Regions from separate parts of the Capra hircus genome. Here region 1 is linked to region 2. Evidence: chromatin contacts called from public Hi-C data. All regions are on one chromosome and are shown on one strand. Each heading gives the region's core, a stretch centred on a gene start, on an enhancer-like site or on the middle of the called end of the contact. The rest is flanking DNA. Distances are from core to core; before and after follow the strand shown.

Region 1 (2,792 bases), core at 144-2,643, 74 kb after region 2:
ATGGACAGGGAGGCCTGGCGTGCTGCGATTGATGGAGTTGCAAAGAGTCGGACACAACTGAGCGACTAAACTAACTAACGAACTAACTAAATAGTCTAAAGTCCCCATGGGCTTGTGAGGTGATGTGGACTGATTATCTGTCTTAATTTCAGACTGAAAAAATGTTTCTGCAGCCCAGGTGACCAGGCTGAGGCCTGAGAGAAGAGCCGAGGGAAGATGCTGAGAGTGAGGCCTCGGGGGGTGGGGGTGGGGGTGGATCTGCCTGAGCCTTGGGGCTCTTCACCCATACTGGTGGGGACAGGAAGGGAAAGGACAGGGGTCCCACTCAGACTCTGGGTAGGAAGGTACTTGGGGGAAGGACAAAGCAGGCACTCTGCAGGACTCAGCAGGTCAGGCCCCCCTTTGCCTGGAAAAGGCCCAGAGTCACTGAGAACCATCTGAGGAGAGTTCTCCAGACCTGGAGCCCTTCATGTCTCACCCCAGGAGCTAGACCTCATTACGGTCTTGGTTTGCATTTTTCTGGATACTGACAAGGTTGGCATCTCCATGTTTACTTACCTCTGTGTCTTTCCTCTTCTGTAAAATGCCCATCATTGTTGCCTGTTTCTCTACTAACTGTTGGTCCCTTTTAGACCCTTTCCACATGGCTTGGAGTACCAGACTTCATATATTCTTGATTTGAATCCTTTGTCACTTATGTGTGCCCATGTTTTCCTGGTTTGTGGCTTATTTTTTGAGTTTCTTTAAAGCACCTGTGGTGGACTGAAGTTCTCAAATTTAAAGTAGTTGAAATTATTCATTTTTAATTTTATGGTTTTTGATTTTGTGTGTGACTACGCCTTCCCCATGAGACCCACTTCCTTTCTCTTCTGGTCGGATATGGCATCCACAGGATGCTGCCACTGTTTGGGGACCTGGCCCGGGTCCCAGGTGGGATGGGCAGGCTCCAAGCATGCCTTGATGCCAGGAGGACTACCAGGTCAGGGCACACTCTTCACAGTGCCAGTGCTGTCAACTGCACAGCAACAGGCACTGGGCACAAACTACTCCTGCCCTTGCGCCAGCCCGACCTCTGCTCTGGGTCAGTACAAAAGGTGCCAGTGAACCCGAGGCTGCAGGAGTCCACGTGGAGGTGAAGGCACCGCATCCGACTGGCGGTTCTCAGCACTGCCAGCAGCACAGAGCTGTCTGCTCACCACATGCCAGGATCTGCCAGGGACCATCTCGCAGCTAATGACAAATTCCTCCTGTCAGGGCCACACAGCAGTGCTTTGTGATGCCGTGGTAGCCTGCATCCTCCCAGGGCAGGGCTCCAGGCCAGGCTGGTCGGCCCAGGCCACCGTGGACAATGGAGCTACAGTGGAGTCTGGGCGAGCAGAGTGGTCAGTGTGAGGAACGGCAACAGCAGGCAACGTCTGGCAGCGGCCAAGTCCACACACGCCTCCCAGGGTGGCTGGGAGGGCAGGGCGTGTCTCAGCAGCCACCTGGGCAACTTGAACCTGGTCAGGTTTGGCCAGCACCCAGGCAGGGTCCGCAGACGCCACAACATGGTTTTCCTGTTCTCAGTCTCCCACGTTCTCCAGGAGGCTCTTGATAAATAATGAGTCACTCTGGTCCCTGGGCCTGTGTCTGGAGGACATGCTTAGGCAGTGAAGTGGAGAGAAGCTGATAGAACCGTGAAAGGAACCCCAATCCTCAGCTTGCCTTTCTGTTCCAGGTTTGGTTGGAATGGTCCCTAGGGAACTGCCCACCTGCAGGTCTAACCATCCGAGGTTGATGCTTGGGTTTTCTGAAGCCCAGCTCTCAGGCAAGAAGGGGGACATCTGGTTTTGAGAAGGGATACCAGTAAATGTGGTATTTAAATTGGTGTTTTAAAACACCAATAGCAAATACAGTGGTATCAGGAGATTTTTTTTTTTTTTAAGCAAGATGCTTAAATGAAAATTTGCATCTTCCCAGTCAGAAGAGCGAGCCTTGGTCTCTGTGGTTCCACCTGAGTGGTCCCACGGCTTGAGTCTCATTTCTGCCTCCACGCTCTGCCTGCTGCCTGCCACAACTTCCTGCCCAAGCATCCATCCCTTGGCCACCCCTGGTCATCACACTTTCACACCCGGTTTCCCTTCTCTTTCCATGGACTATGATTCCAACAGTTTCTGTATAAAGATTTACATTTAGCTCAAAATATTTGACAGACAACCTCCCATTATAATAGATTCATATGGAATCCAGTATATATTAGTATTAGGCTAATTACATATTAGACTTGTAAGATATATACAGAGAGAACATCCAGTAGGTGAGAAGCTCTGTAATGATCAAAGCGACGATGAATTCAGTAACCACATTACGTGATAGTTTATTTATCCAATGAACATGTAGGCTCTTCTGAAAATCAGCAGTGCATAGGGTGTGCACGCTTTATTGTTTACTCGGGAAAAGCAGTGGAGAGTCTGCAGACCCCTCACAAAAGCTCTAGTTTCTTGAAGGAGACCCCATATCCTCAAGCCTGGGCATTCTCTTGAGTCCTCCACTAACAGAGAACAGGGCTTATAGACCCAGGTCTGGATCCAGCGCATGTGTAGCTAAGTTGCTTCAGTTGTGTCCTACTCTTTGCGACCCTATGGACTGTAGCCTGCCATGGGATTCTCCAGGCAAGCATACTGGAGTGGGTTGCTGTGCCCTCCTCCAGGGGATCTTCCTGACAAAGGGATCGAACCCTCAGTTCTTATGTCTCCTGTATTGGCAGGCGGGTCCTTTACCACAAGAGCCACTGGATCCAGGGTACCCGGTAA
Region 2 (2,932 bases), core at 17-2,516:
TTCATTTACTGGCAAAACCTAAGCAATCCATCAGACAGGCTCAGAAAGTTCAGTCTCAAGTTGGGAGTGTGGGGGGAGGGGAATGTAGCAGGTGTCCCCTCAGACGCAGGTGCCAAGTTCAATGGCATGGCAGTTTCAGTGCCTGTGGACATGTACCATAGCCTGTGCAGGCCCCAGTTTACAAAACTGTTAGCTCTGCTGCGGCATTCACTTTTACACTTTGGTCAGCATCCCTTGACAATAGGGGAAAAAAATATCAAGGGGTGGGTAGTGGTTTTCATCACACACAGGTGGAAATGGGGGCGAGGTGGGGGAAGGGTGTGTGCACAGCAGGTTAACGTTTGAATAAGCATTCTTCCTACACACAACTTGACCACTCCAAAGCCTTAATGGGGAAAGATCTGCAAAACAGGCACAGCAACTGCATTTATAAAGTATGACTCAAACTCTGACCTTTATAGCTGCCAGATAAGTCGCAAATTCAGGAAAGTGCGTGATATTCTCTCTCCCCATTCTACATCAATCCCTAAAAAGGATTTCAGAGAAGCCTTGTCTGAGTCTGTTTCTGGAAATCAAAAGACCACCCTCTCTGATTAGATTTTACCCTACTTTCAAGTTAGGTTCAGTTCAGTTGCTCAATCGTGTCTGACTCTTTGCACCCCCATGAATCGCAGCACACCAGGCCTCCCTGTCCATCATCAGCTCCCGGAGTTTACCCAAATTCATGTGCATCGAGTCGGTGATGCCATCCAGCCATCTCATCCTCTGTCGTCCCCTTCTCCTCCTGCCCCCAATCCCTCCCAGCATCAGGGTCTTTTCCAGTGTTGCTATTTGTCTCATGTTGCAGGAAGAGAGGGAACAGAGATGAGAAACCTCATTGCAGCACAGCAGGCAGCAGACCATCAGCATCAAGGCTGCACCAGGCCTCCCCCAGTCTCACCGGAGCAGCCAAGATGGCCTAACCTAGAAGAACACCACACACGCAGTCGGATGTACCTGTCACTAAGCCTGGGGAACCACTGCTTTTATAGCAAGCAAGCCTGCTCTTTGTCCAGGAGGAGACAATATCTTGACTCCCAATGTTACCAACTACATAAACAACCTTGAGAAATGGCTGAAGTAACAGACTGGTCAGGTTTTTGTATTCTGGGCACACACAGCCCAGGGTGTGAGCCCAAGAAGACCAGGGAGATCCCTGTGTCCCAGCAGTGACCGCCTCTGTGGCTAGAAAGCCAAGCCTCCTAATTAATAGCCCCACTGGAACCTCATTATGCAAAGGAAAGTAGCAATTCCCAAAAGAGGGCTTGCAGGCATAAACAAACGTGAAAACATAACAGAATCAGATGTGGTCCTACCTTAACCACTGTCCTCTTGCGTGCACACTGCAGATGCCGTCAGGAAATGGGAGTGTCCACTGTTGTATTTCTGCCGTGAGTCTTTCCAGGAAAACCCTCTGTCATGCTCTTTGCTCCTGCTAAGCTGTGGGAATGGCCTTGCTGCTGCCTCCGGGGGCCACAGAGAAGTGAGCGCTACCCCTAGAGTCTCCGAAGGGCTCAAATACAACTTCGGAAGCCACAGGTGTCCACCAGGGAAGAGGGAGCACCGGCCTTTATCCTTGGGTTTCTGACCAAAACAGCATTCCTATCATCCAGAGTCAGACACCTTTCAAAGAGCAACTTTGGCCATTTTACTGCCAATTCTCTCCATCTCCAAATTAAACTCAGAAGCTGTGCGTGGTTGGGGGCCGGATGGAGGGAAAGGGGCTGGACAGAAGGCGTGGGGCAGGGGCCCAGGGCGAGGGAGGGGGCAGAAGTCTTCCTCGGCTCAGCTCCAGGTGGCCACACTCTGCACAGATTGTGAATGGTCTCACCAGGCTTAGCTCATTTGCAGCACTCTGCCCTAAGGAAGTTTCTCTCCTGGGAAATTTCTTAGCCTCTGTGGGCCGCCAATGCAGGAGACGTGGGTTCGATCCCTGGACCAGACGATCCTCTGGAGGAGGAAATGGCAACCCACTCCAGTATTCCCATGGACAGAGGAGGCTGGCAGGCTAAGCCCATGGGGCTGCAAAGAGTCATGACTGAGCGACTGAGAATGCAGGCACACACGCAATGACTCAGGTTGGTACCTTACAGGTTTTGAGAGTTGCCAAAATGTGTCAAGGGTGGACTTTATTTAGGTTCAAATTCAACCATGTTAGTGTATAGAAACAATTTTAATGTTTCAGAACATAATAATCTCTCTTGTTCTGCCTTCCTTTTTGCTTCCCCTCCTTTATCAGCTCTTTATGGCTGAAACCAAAGAGGAAGGGGTAGGGAAGTACTGTCAGACTTGGAAACTGTCAGGACTAGTGGAAACAAACCATTTTGGTTCCTTTCCAAATTAAATTTCCTGTTGGGAAATTTAAACATTTCAGCAAAGATTCCCACAGCCCCCAAGTGATACGCAGCATCTTTGCAGCCCTCTAGCAGTGGAGGCCTCCTCGCTGTTCTTGTTACCTGTGCTGAGGGGCGGGATGCAAGTAGCAGAGAGTGAAGTGGACACTGCTGAGGGTACAGTGTTGGACATGGACTTCAGGTGACCGGTTTCACTCACATTCACTTCTCTGTGTCCTTGTGACCAATGCATTCGATTTCTAAGAGAGCTAGCAAAGATTAAGTACCTATGGAAGAAAGAAAGGCCAAGCATGGCCTCCTGAGCACAATGAATGAGCTATTCTCCAAATTCTAGCCCAGCTCTTGAGCTGGGATGGCACGCCAGTCTACCTTTTGTTACCAACACACAGTGATCGATACTGGCTTCCTAAAACACATATCAGCTTTCCCGCATTTCCATACAGGGTCAGATAATAAGGATTTTAGGCTTTTGGACTCTATGGTCTCTGTGGCAGTTACTCAACTCTGCCACTGGAGTGGGAAAGTGGCCACAGACAATC

Evidence for each region. Hi-C and Micro-C count contacts between places; a contact is called where the count stands out from the background.
Region 1: a Hi-C map of blood shows a contact between it and region 2, with 4 times the contacts expected there. The contact joins two enhancer-like sites. A contact is called at or near these places in 4 of 5 Hi-C or Micro-C datasets (blood and liver).

Annotation. Positions count from the first base shown.
Region 1 is chr4:73,170,943-73,173,734 of ARS1.2, forward strand. No RefSeq gene overlaps it. Among named protein-coding and RNA genes, the nearest start is that of SYPL1, 55 kb to the left of the region's middle. Within about 2 kb of position 1,394, at least 5 of the 5 cell types and tissues checked have an H3K27ac peak or open chromatin away from gene starts, as enhancers often do.
Region 2 is chr4:73,096,700-73,099,631 of ARS1.2, forward strand. No RefSeq gene overlaps it. Among named protein-coding and RNA genes, the nearest start is that of SYPL1, 20 kb to the right of the region's middle. Within about 2 kb of position 1,267, at least 1 of the 5 cell types and tissues checked has an H3K27ac peak or open chromatin away from gene starts, as enhancers often do.